Linked DNA regions of Capra hircus: region 2 is linked to region 1. Evidence: chromatin contacts called from public Hi-C data. All regions are on one chromosome and are shown on one strand. The core of a region is the stretch at or near the end of the contact, and the rest is flanking DNA. Distances in the headings are between cores, read along the strand shown.

Region 1 (5,890 bases), core at 214-2,713:
GGGGGCTGCAGACAGCCCCCTTCCCAGGGAGAGGCCTCCCCTGGAGCTCTCGGAAAGGTGGCCCACCCTCTACCCGGGTGCACTTCCTCCTCCCCTCCCCCAGCCCCAGCGGATGAGGCAGTTCACAGTCTGTATTTATTATTGTTCTCGCTCCCCGCGGCCCCCTCCCCTCTCCCTGGGAAGAGTCTGCAGGCTGGCAGATTGGCAGGAACCTGCTGTCTCCCTTGTGGATGCCAGCATCACCCCTTATCTCTGCCTGGACTCCTTGTGCCAGGGTCAGGCCACTTGGGGACTTGGCACTACTACCCAAGGCTGCCTGAGTACATGAATCCCACGGCACGGGATCCAGTGGACCCTGGCTGATCACCCCTGCCCTCCAGGGGCTGCGCCCTGGCAAGGGTGGAGGTCAGCTCGAGACCAGCCTGCAGGGGAGAGGAGTGGCCTTGGGAGAAGCAAAAGCTCCTGGTAGGGGTGGCTCCAAGGCCAAGGGGGAAATAAAAGCGTGGAGCCACCTCTCCAAGCCAATTAGCCCAATTATCCCCAACACATCGCGGAAGAAGCAGAGTCAGGATGAGACAGCTGCTCCAGGTCCAACTGTCTGCTGGCCACCCCGCCCCCCCCACCCCTGACGGTCCCTCCCTGGCCCCAGCCCCGAATTCCAGGGGGAACGATCCATGTTGCTCCCTGCTGCACTCTGCTTTCAGCGTCTGGTAGGAACCCAATTATTCTCCAGTCATTTCTCTCCCCTCTGGTTCCCAGACAGGAGGCTGCGGCTACAGCTTGGCAGGTGTCTGCTGTTCTCTGCCTCTTGAGCCAGACATAAGTCCCAGACACACACACGCACATACCCACACCCTTTCACAGGGAACCATGCAGCCTCAGCTTCCCCTGGGGGCCAGGCAGAGCAAGGGAGGGGGGCGGGATGGCCGGGTGGGCTCTTCCACGCTCACACATGCCTGCCTCTCCTCTGTAAACTGGACTGGGCTGGGCCAGCCCCAGGGGAGGGGGCCCACCTTCCCAGAGCACCCCACCCCCCGCCATTGCACCTCCCTCTGCCCCCCCATCGTTAAAGCCAGTTTCCCGAGCTGGAGCGCCTGAGGCCCCAGGGTCTAGCCCCTTACCTCTCTCTGACAGCCGAGGTCCCACACAGCCTCCCGCAGCCGTTCAGACTCGGCCTCTCTCTGGCGTGCTTGGAGCTGATGAGCAGGGATGGGTCTGAGAGATGTGCTCTGTGTCTGACTCCGTGTGTGTGTGTGTGTGTGTGTGTGTGTGTGTGTGTGAGCATGCGGCACCTCAGGCCCCTCACTCACTCACACACGCCTTCCTCCTGACGTCAGGAAGAGCAGGAGGGAGGGACCAGGGTGGGAATTTGTACTCCCTGCTTAAAGGGACACCGGGCCCCTGAGTCAGACACGGGCGGTGTGAGAGAGTGAGCTGCGTCTCTCGGGGGCCCCGAAGCTTCTTTTTCTGGAAAGTGGCTTTTATTGCCAGGCCAGGGTATAATTTGCCCTGCCAGGTGGGAGTAGCTGCTGAGGAATGCAAGGGGGAAGAGCTTGGGGACAGCCTGCATTCCTGGCAGTTAGAGAGCAAGGAGGGTGGTGAGTGTGTGTGTGTGTGTTTGTCTGTGTGTCTGCCAGGAGGCTGTGGGGTGGACGGTGAGTCTGGAAGAGTGGAGGCCGCAGCAGGGCCCCAGGGACTCGCCAGCCTCCCTCTCCTTTCTGTCCCCTCGGCAGAGTGGCCCCTGCCCTCCACAGCTCCCTCCTCCCTTGGCTCTGGGCTCCTCCTCAGTGAACCCATGTGGGCAAGTCTAGTCGCAAGAACTCATGTCTTCCTCTGTCTAGCCCGTGGCAGACCCTGAGCTGTTTCTGCTGGATTGAACTGAATTGAAGAGGCCCCTAAGGGAGTGAAAGGTAGCTACACACACATACACACACACACACACACACACAGACACACACACACACACACACACAGCCTCCACAGCCTGGGAAGGCCTGGGTGTGAGTCTCCGCCCTAGCGCTTCCAAGCTGGGTGACCTGGGCAAGCTTCTCACGACTCTGGTCCCCCATGAGCTCTGGAAAGCAGAGAAGGAGGCCCTTGCTGAGGGGGCTGTTGGAGGCTCCAGGGCAGCTTGTGTACAAGCCTGGCTGGAGGAGGCCCCCCCCCAAGACTGGCTCCTCGTCCCCCTACCCATCCCTTCTCCTCAGGAAAGAAGAAAGTCGGTCCTTCGTATATCTTTAGTACAGCTGACGCAGCCTGGCATTTTCCAAAGAAGTCTTATTAAAATAAAAAGGAGCAGAGAGTTTTAAGGGAGACCAGAAAGATACAAATACCTAATAAAAGTGGCTAGCAAGAGGCACTGAGGGCGAACCAGTGAGTTGTGTGACGTAGGAGTCAATGGACAAATGATGTGGGCAGAACTGCAGGAAGAGAACTTCTCTGGCACAAGGGCAGTGACTTTTTAAAACATATTTTTAAAATATCTGTGTATTTATTTAGTCCTGCTGAGTCTTAGTGTTGGCATGTGGGCTCTGGCCCCCTGACCAGGGTCGATCCCCGGCCCCCCGCATCGGGAGCACAGAGTCCCTGCTGCAGGGCCACCAGGAAGTCCCAAAGGCGGTACCTGAAGTAGAGAGGTCCGGAGCTGGTCCAGCCTTGAGTCCTGATGGCTGCACGGTGGATCACGGGCCAGCAGAGAGAAGTAGTCAGGGAGGACCTCTCTGGAGTGATGATGTTTAAGCTGAGCCTCTGGTGACACAAAGCAGCCAGTCTTGCCAGGGTCTAGAGAGAACTGTGGGAAGAGGGGATGGTTTGTCCGAAGGCCCTCAGGTGGGTGTGAGTGCTCGCGTGCCAGAGCACTGGGAAGAAGGCTGGTGTGGCTGGAGGGGGCGCGGCGGGGGGAGAGGTAGGCCATGATTCTGGAGGCCGAGAGGCAGGGCCTCAAAGGCCAGCTCTGAGGACGCTGTGGCTTGGTCTGCTGTACACTAGGGCCGAGGGCCTTACCCATCCCTGCACGTCCAGCCTCCCCTTCTGAGGCCCTCCCTGCCCCGCCAGCGGGCGAGCATGTGCTGCGGCTGCCAGGCAGCCGGGAGCGTGAATGAAGGAGGCTGGGCTGAGGTTTGAAGTAGTATTATGATTATTCTCCACGAAGACGAGAGGGCACAGCTGTTCATTCAGGAAATGAGCAGCCCAAGGCACCACCCACCCACCCACCAGCAGCTGAGTAACAAAGAAATCATCTGCTTAAAACCAGGGGCTCCGCCATGCAGGCTATTTCTGTGAAAACCCAAGAATTCAAAAGCTCACCCCCTAGAAATCCTTCCTCACTTGGTGAGGCTGTAGAGATGGGTCAGGAGAGAGAAGCCCCTTAGTCCTGTCGGTTCCAACTGAACTTTAAAATCCCCATTTTGTTACTGATGATCAGCCCACCGGTGGGGCCCCGTCCTAGCCTTCCACGGCCTTGAATCCACAAAACCCTTTAAGGTACGTACACTCCTCCTAAGGTGTTGGTGCCACTTGACAGATGCTGAAACTTCGGCACAGAGAGTTTAAGAAACTTACCCAGCACCACACAGCTGGTAACGGAGCTGGAATTAAAGCACAAGAATTCTGGCTTCGTTATTATTGTTCTTTCTGCTGTACCACACTGCTCTGAAATGTCTTCCGTTCCCTGGACACCCATATCCTCTGCTGTGGGACTCATCTGCAGCCTGTACTAGCAATTTTATATTTATTTATTTATTCATTTTAAATGTCACTGGTTTGTGCAGCCCTCCACAAGCATCCTATTTATTTATTTACTTTTCAGTTAATTCATTAACTTGGCCGCGCTGGGTCTTTGTTGCGGCTCACGGGCTCAGTAGTTGCCTCGTGTGAGCTTCGTTGCCCCGAAGCACATGGGATCTTGGTTCCCCCATCCAGGATTGAACCCGCACCTCCTGCATTGGAAAGTGGATTCTTCTTTTTATTATTATTTTATTTTTGGCTGTCCTGGGTCTTTGTTGCTGCATGAGGAAGTTCTGCATGTCATGCCCTGCCACCAAAAAACAACAACAAAAACACACTGCATATTCAAGGAACTTAGGGTTTCTGATGTGGCTGGTGCAGAGAATAGAAGGGCAGAGGCCGTGCTGTGTGGGGTCTGGGGGGATGCCTGACAAGAGGTCCGCTCCTCCATCTGAAATGAGACAGTGTCGCTGGCAGCCTCACGGCTCGTCCAGCATAGCGGTCAGGGCAGGCAAGCTGCTGGGGGTGTGGGAGGCTCTCCTGGCCTTGCCTGGGGCTGGAGCCTACCCTAAAGTGCCCGGGTGAGCATCTCCGTGTGATGTAGCTGCCTGGATCTCCTCAAGTCACTAGGAGGAGCTCTTTGTGATGAGAAGGGGAGGGGGTGGTCCCTGACCCACGGCCAGCCTCCCCCGCACCTTTCCAGAGGACTGGGGCTGGATCAGCCAGGCTGACCCCCAGCTGACCTGGCCCTGGGATGGCTGTGAGGCGGGCCTCGATCAGCCATCTGCCTGCAGATACGCGGTCCTGAACACCTCCAGCCTTCCCAAACTGAGTGCTCCCTCCACGCTCACTGTCAGAGCGAGGCCGTCCCCAACCGCCTTGGCCAGAGAGGCAGTCGCCCCTCCCTCACCATCAGATTTTGCATGTGAGCTTTCTCAACCGCAAGGCCTGAGAGAGGACCTGCCTCTGTTTGTTTTCCTGTTTCCTGCGGGTCCTCCTTGCCAGGGCACAAGCCTCCCAGAGCAGGGCCTCCTGCACAGCAACCATAACAAACATCTATTGACTTTCTCTACTTTGCTTGCTGGCTCAAACTGGAACAGAGTAATGTCCTGGGATGCTCTGTTTAGGTCCCTTCCAGGACTACTTTCCCCAGTGCTCCCCAGCTGTCCGCGGCGGGGTGTGTGTCATTCCTGGGCCTTTCCAGACATGGTCAAGGGCATCATCCTGCTCCTCAGAGCTTCCATGCTTTGAGAACCTGGAGAAGGCCCTCGAGAGCTCAGAATCAGGAAAATCCAGATACCTGGTTAGTTTATATTTTATAATTGAAACGTTCCTAACCAAATAAAATTGGTTAGTTTCTATTTGGGGCTTCTCTTGTAGCTCGGAGAAGGCAATGGCAACCCACTCCAGTACTCTTGCCTGGAAAATCCCAGGGATGGAAGAGCCTGGTGGGCTGCAACCCATGGGGTTGCACAGAGACGAACACTACTGAAGCGACTTAGCAGCAGCAGCAGTTTGTAGCTCAGTTGGTAAAGAATCTGCCTGCAATACAGGAGACCCGTGTTCGATCCCTGGGTCAGGAGGATCCCCTGGAGAAGGGAATGGCTACCCACTCCAGTATTCTTGCCTGGAGAATCCCATGGACAGAGGAGCCTGGCAGGAGGTCCCAAGAGTTGGACACGACTTAGCGACTAAACCACCAACAGTTTCCATTTTATAATTGAGATGTTTTTCTCTTTGTTTTGACTGCTAGAAATCTTGGAGCCAAATTCTTCCTTTGTCAATAGCAAGTTAATTTACAGGACCATGCGTAACTCAGGGTTAATATTTTCTTTTCCTCATCTGATTTAATCATCCAATAAATATTTGTCCTGGGCTTATTGTGCACTTGACACTTTTCTAAGTACTGTAGTGGGAAATCAACAGTGAACAAAACAGACACAAGCCCCTGTCTTCGTGGCACTTACAGTCAGGAAGAAGGAGAGAGGCAGGAAAACAACCTAAGAAATAACCATGTCACATGTCAGGAGACAGTAAATGCTATGGAAAGCCATGACACAGGGAGGTGAGGGAGGGAGTGGCGGGGGGTGGTTTGCAATTTAAAATGGGAGGGGTGGTGCCAGAGAAAGCACCATTGAGGTGATGGACCTGGAGGAGGTGAGGA
Region 2 (5,375 bases), core at 457-2,956, 44 kb before region 1:
CCTGGAAAGTGTCTTAAAACTACAGTGTCTGCAGTCTTTTTTCCAGCTAAGCTACTCTGAGAGCAAACTGGGCAGTGGCATCAACACCTTCTGACAGCCTGCACCTGTCAGTTTTCCTGAGTACTGCCGATACCCCCAGAAGACCCCAGTCCCCCCGAAGTCCAACTGTGTGCCTTCCTCATTTCTGACTTTCTCATTTCACAAGCCCACCCGAGCACCCGTGTCTCTTCTCTCCGCAGGCCCTTCGGACAGGCCCTGAGGCCCTTCCTGGACTCCATTGCGATCCAGCCTCCCGGAGGGAGCCCGGTGGGCCGACCCAATGGCCAGAGCTAACCGGACTGCATGGGACCGCCCTGCCTCACCAGGGCTTTTCCTTTTTAAACAAAACAAACCCTACCAGATTTCTATTTTATAATTTTACATCAGAGCTAACAACCAGGGGACGGCTTTTTAAATTTCCCAGGGAAGGAAGTCACCAGGCTGCATGTAGGACACAGCTCCTAAGACACAGAACAAAATGCCATCCCTTCTAATAGTATTATACTAATTTATTAAGGCTCTCTTGTCTGTGAGTTCACTTTTGACGCTGCTTCCTAAGCGTCCTCCCCACTGGAGAAAGGGAGGGGCTTTGTTTAAGCAAGAGGCACCGTTTGGGGGAGACCCAGCCCAGAACCTCCTTGTAGAGAATGCCCATACTCCACCCAGGTTGCCACCTGCTGTGGGACCCAGGTGAGTTTCACATTATCCGTGACCTGGAAGTGGTTACTCGCCACCATGAAATGAACTAAAGGATTGGTGCACATGGGGCCAGTTTCAGGGAAATTCACCCAACCTAAGTGAACTCTAGCCACGATCTCTCTCGCCTTCCCTCCCCTCCCCCAGCAAGGCCAGGGGGCCCGGACTGGAGCAACCAAAAGCCTCAGGATGCGGGGAGAGTAACAGCAAGTGCCAGTCCAGAGGAAACAGGATAAAGCCATGCCCCCTTCCGCCTAGACTGATGGCCAGTCCTCTGACATCGCTCTAGGAGAGCCTGCCTTGCTGTCTACAGTCTGCTCTCCCTCCGTGTAGCTAACCTGTCACAGTTAATGAAGGTCTGGAGCAGCAGAGACCCAGGCCTTTTGTCTGTAAGTAATAATGTAGGTTATTGACAGTCATTGTACCCACCCCACCTAGACCAATATGCAGTATTCAGCTAGGGACCAAGAGGAAATTATTCCCTGCTCTTGGAAGATGTCCCTGATGTAGAAAGCATAATAATGCAGAATCAAGGTGGCAAGGAAATGTAGAGTTATTTCTGATAGGGACTTTTATAGTATCCTAAATGTGTTTTGCAGGCACGTGTTATTTCTGGTGTCCTGACTTGAAGGAAGCAAGATGGAGGGTGTGAGTGGCCATTTTCATAAAGGGCTGTTGGCCAGGAGCTTCAAGGCAGGGAACAATCTGGAAGTTTCTAACCTGGAGAGGCTTTCAGATTCTCTTGCTTCCTGTGAGCCCTTAAGTTGGGAGAGTGGATGTGGAGAACTCAGAGCTCCTTGGTGCCTGAGCCCCAGCCCTGGCCTCCATGGGCCCCTCCTGCCGCGGCTCCCACCAGTTCTCAGACTTGAATTACCCTCTCTCTCCTGGGGTCTGGCCTGCAGCAGCTGCCTTTCCTCTCCAAAGAGCTGCTGCTCACGTCTGGCCTCATCTCCCATCTCTGCCGTTATCATGGCAGCTGGCGTCGTCAGGTCTCAGCTGGAGGAAAAGATGTTCCTCTGCCTTAGTGTTTGCCTGTGACCTGAGCAGGGCACGTCCAGGATGATGAGCTGTGCTATCAAGTGACATTTTGGAACTTTTAAGATTGGGAGCTAAACCAGTGAGCACTTTAATCCTTCTCAAGACCCACTGATTTGCCAGTGTGCGTGGTAATGATACGTCAGAGCAGAAACTAGTAGGGCTGCTATTCAATGTGGACCGACTGGCAGAACTGGCCTGTGGAGCACGCGTTTCAGGCCGGGTTCCTTCTGGGAGGGCAGCATGCTGGTGGAGGCCACGGCTCTGCTGCGCAGCCAGGTGCTGTCCCTTTTTCAGCTCGCCTCGCCCAGCCCTCTCTCTTCCAGGCGCGTGCTCCAGACCCCTCTGCCCACGGCGCTGTGCTCTGGCCAGAGGATGATGGGCCTCACAAGCTCCTCCTGTTCTCTGTCCTCCCCCACATCCGGGCTCAGTTGATTTCTCTCCTCCTAGTAGTCACCTCCAGACTCAGGGCCGTACCACGAAGTCAGCCTGAGCTGCTCCCCTGAGAGACTTTGAGTCCTTCGGTTCACGGAAAGTCGCCCTTCATGCGCAACAGCCATTTGTGCCAAAGCCCGTGCCTTAGGGCTTGCTGGGGACATGGAGGGAGCAGGAAGCCTTCCCCTCAGCTCTGCAGGAAGGCAAACCTTCCCTCCCCCACCCTAGTCCCACTGTCACTAACTGGAAGCCCAGGCTCAGGCTAGGACCCCCAACCCCATCCTCACATTTCTTTGTATCCCAGAACCTCAGGAGCCTGCTGCTTGTGACCAGCTAGCTCCACCTGGGCACACACAGGCAAGCGGAATGAGAGAGGAGGCGTGTGTGATTGTATCACAGTGGGGCGCCCCCATCAACACCCATGGGTCTAAAGGGGCAGAGGGGGAGGAGAGGGGATGAAACTGTCACCCCCCTCCCAGAAATAAAGTTTGTACCTTGGAAATTCCTTTCCACCCTTGAAGTCAAGCTAATAATTGTGTCTAGTATGGAGGTGTTTGCTGGTTTTCTTTGGTATTTTTTCTAATGCAATAAACTCACTTCTGCCTGCTGCATTTGTGTGCTGCTTGAGGGTCTGAGTCTGAAGCCAACGTGAAGCAACTTCAGGCTGCTGCTGTTTCTGTCTCCCTCTGAGCTTAGCTTTGCTGAGTCTAGACATGCTGCCCTTGCTCGGCTCTACGCCTCCTGGTAAAAAGTGATGAGAGCAGGGAAGAATCTATGACTCACCACTGGACTATAAAGGTGGAGAAGGCCCAGAGAGAGCTTGACTAGCCTAAGGTCACCTCGTGGTTGGGGGTGGAGAAAGGCTCAGAAGCCTGGTGTGCTGGGGCCTCAGAGGACATCCACCTCACAAGAAGGGTCCACTTCTGGCTTCAGTTTGGCTGTAGGCTGGGTCTGTGGCCCCGGGGATCTCTCCCCACCTTGTTACCATCACCTCACTGAACAAGTGTTGGGGTGGATGGACAGCTCTCTGAATGACCCCTGATATGACCAGACATATCAGCTTGGTGGTGAGTGTCTGCGGGTTCAGTCAGGTCAATTGGAGTGAGCACCTTCCCCTCACAATGGATGTGAGATGTGAGCACTGGTCCCATTTTACAGATGGGCAAGTGGGTGCAGAGGTGGCGAGTGGCTGAGCTCTTGAATCCAGGCCATGTTCTCACCACCACCCAGCTGAGACATCATCATTGAGGCACTGCCCCTTTCCAACGCGCTAGCTTAAAAAAAGCAAGAAGGGGTAAGAGGCGGGAGGGAGGTTCAAGAGGGAGGAGACATATGTATACCCATGGCTGATTCATGTTGATGTTGGCAGAAATCACAATATTGTAAAGCAATTATCCTTCAATTAAAAACATTTAAAAAGAGCAAGAGTTTCTGTCTTTCCAGAAGACACAGGGCGGGTGGCTTTAGCTGACATATTTGCTTCCCAAGAGCTGGCATTTTTAGGGTCAGAAGTCCTTAGGGGGAACCTAGTCCAGGGAATTACCTAATTGGTCTAGTTCTTAGGATCTGGCACTTTCACTGCCCTGGGCTGGGTTCTATCCCTGGTCAGGGAACTAGATCCTACACACCACAAAGAAGATCCTATGTGTGGCAACTAAGACGCTTAATTAATTTCAAAATACAGTAAACAAATCTGAGAACTAAATGACAAAATGCAGATCTGAGAGAAGAGCATTTCAGGCAGAGAGAGCAGCAGCAAGTGAGAAAATGTCAGAGGGACTGAATGGAACTTGAGCAGAGGGGGTGGTGGGAGATGTTGAAGCTGGAGAGTGAGTGGGCCCAGTAGGTCAAAGATCAACGTGACTGGTTTGCACTGTTGAGAACAGACGGGGCGGGGGAGTTGGGGTGGACAGATGGCAAGAGGAGCAGCAGGAAATCAGGGAGGAGGACAGTATAGCTGTCAGGCAAGAGGTGAGGGGAACTGTACCTCTGCCGTGTGTCCGGAGCTGTGAAGAAGCCCTTCAGACTGGTTTGGTCCCTGTCCCCCGGGCGCTTAGAATGTCAAGAAAAATGGAACAGCCCCTGTGAAACACGCAAAGGCAAGAGCTACCAGGACTGAGGGCTGCTGTCAGCTACATGGCCCGCTTCTGTGAGCTTTTAATGTACTGTTCCAGCTCTATTTGGATGTGCTTAGATTTCTTAGTTTGTTTTTTCCAAAAGGAAAGAAGTTGGGATTATATGAGCTTCCCTGCTGGCTGAAACGGTAAAGAATCTGCCTGCAATGCAGGAGTTGCAGGAGACAGTTTCGATCCCTGGGTCGGGAAGATCCCCTGGAGAAGGGAATGGCAGCCTGCTCCAGTATTCTTGCCTGGGAAATCCCATGGACAGAGGAACCTGGCAGGCTCCAGTCCATGGGGTCACAAAGAGTCGGACACAACTGAGCAACTAAGCACTTTCATGTGAGTATAAAGATAACATATATTTAGAAGATGTAAGCAACCCATGAAAGTATAAAGATGAAAAAAAAGTCATCTAAGATTCCATCATCCTAAGATATGTTAACGTTTTGTGAACATCCTTGCAAGATGTTTCTGTTGATTCAAAGGTACACGTTAGACATGCTGTGTCATCCCTGGCTTTGTTCTCTACCCAACATGTAGCGAAGATCTGAAGCCCCTAGCAAAGTGGAAGAACCATGGAGTGAGGGTGCTGGACCAAGGAAATTCCAAGAGGAAGTCATTCCAACAATTTTCCCCAAAGCCTGAGGGAGCTAGTAGGAAAGAGTGAGATGCTCGGGACTTTCCTGGTGGTCCAGTGGCTGAGAAGCCTGCTCCCAATGCAGGGGGCCCAGGTTCCATCACTGGTCAGGGAACTAAATCCCACATGCCACAGCTAAAGATCCTGGGTGCCTCAACTAAGACCCAGAACAGCCAATAAATAAATTAAAAAAAAAAAGAGTAAGAAGCTCATCATAGATGTGTGCCGGAAGGTGGGGAGGGGCATGATGGTACAGGAGGATTCCTGCAGGCATGTTGAAACAGGAGACCCATGTCTCCTTATGCACACATGGGGACCCTGGCCTGAGAGGGCACATCACTAAATGTGAGCTCTTGCCCATGAAGACTGGCTGTTTTGGTAAGGGGCAGGGGTTCCCAGACTGGTCCTGGTCT

What was found. A called contact is a pair of places that touch in the nucleus more often than the background predicts.
Region 2: a contact with region 1 is called in a Hi-C map of blood, with 5 times the contacts expected there. The contact joins the enhancer-like site here to the promoter of CSDC2 in region 1. A contact is called at or near these places in 2 of 5 Hi-C or Micro-C datasets (blood and liver).

Annotation. Positions count from the first base shown.
Region 1 is chr5:111,566,482-111,572,371 of ARS1.2, reverse strand. It overlaps CSDC2 (cold shock domain-containing protein C2), which reads right to left and starts at 1,463. Exons shown (of 4, transcript XM_005681114.3): 1 at 1,122-1,463.
Region 2 is chr5:111,611,177-111,616,551 of ARS1.2, reverse strand. It overlaps DESI1 (desumoylating isopeptidase 1), which reads left to right. Exons shown (of 7, transcript XR_001918130.1): 6 at 240-1,124; 7 at 1,335-2,816. Among named protein-coding and RNA genes, the nearest start is that of PMM1, 18 kb to the right of the region's middle. Within about 2 kb of position 1,706, at least 2 of the 5 cell types and tissues checked have an H3K27ac peak or open chromatin away from gene starts, as enhancers often do.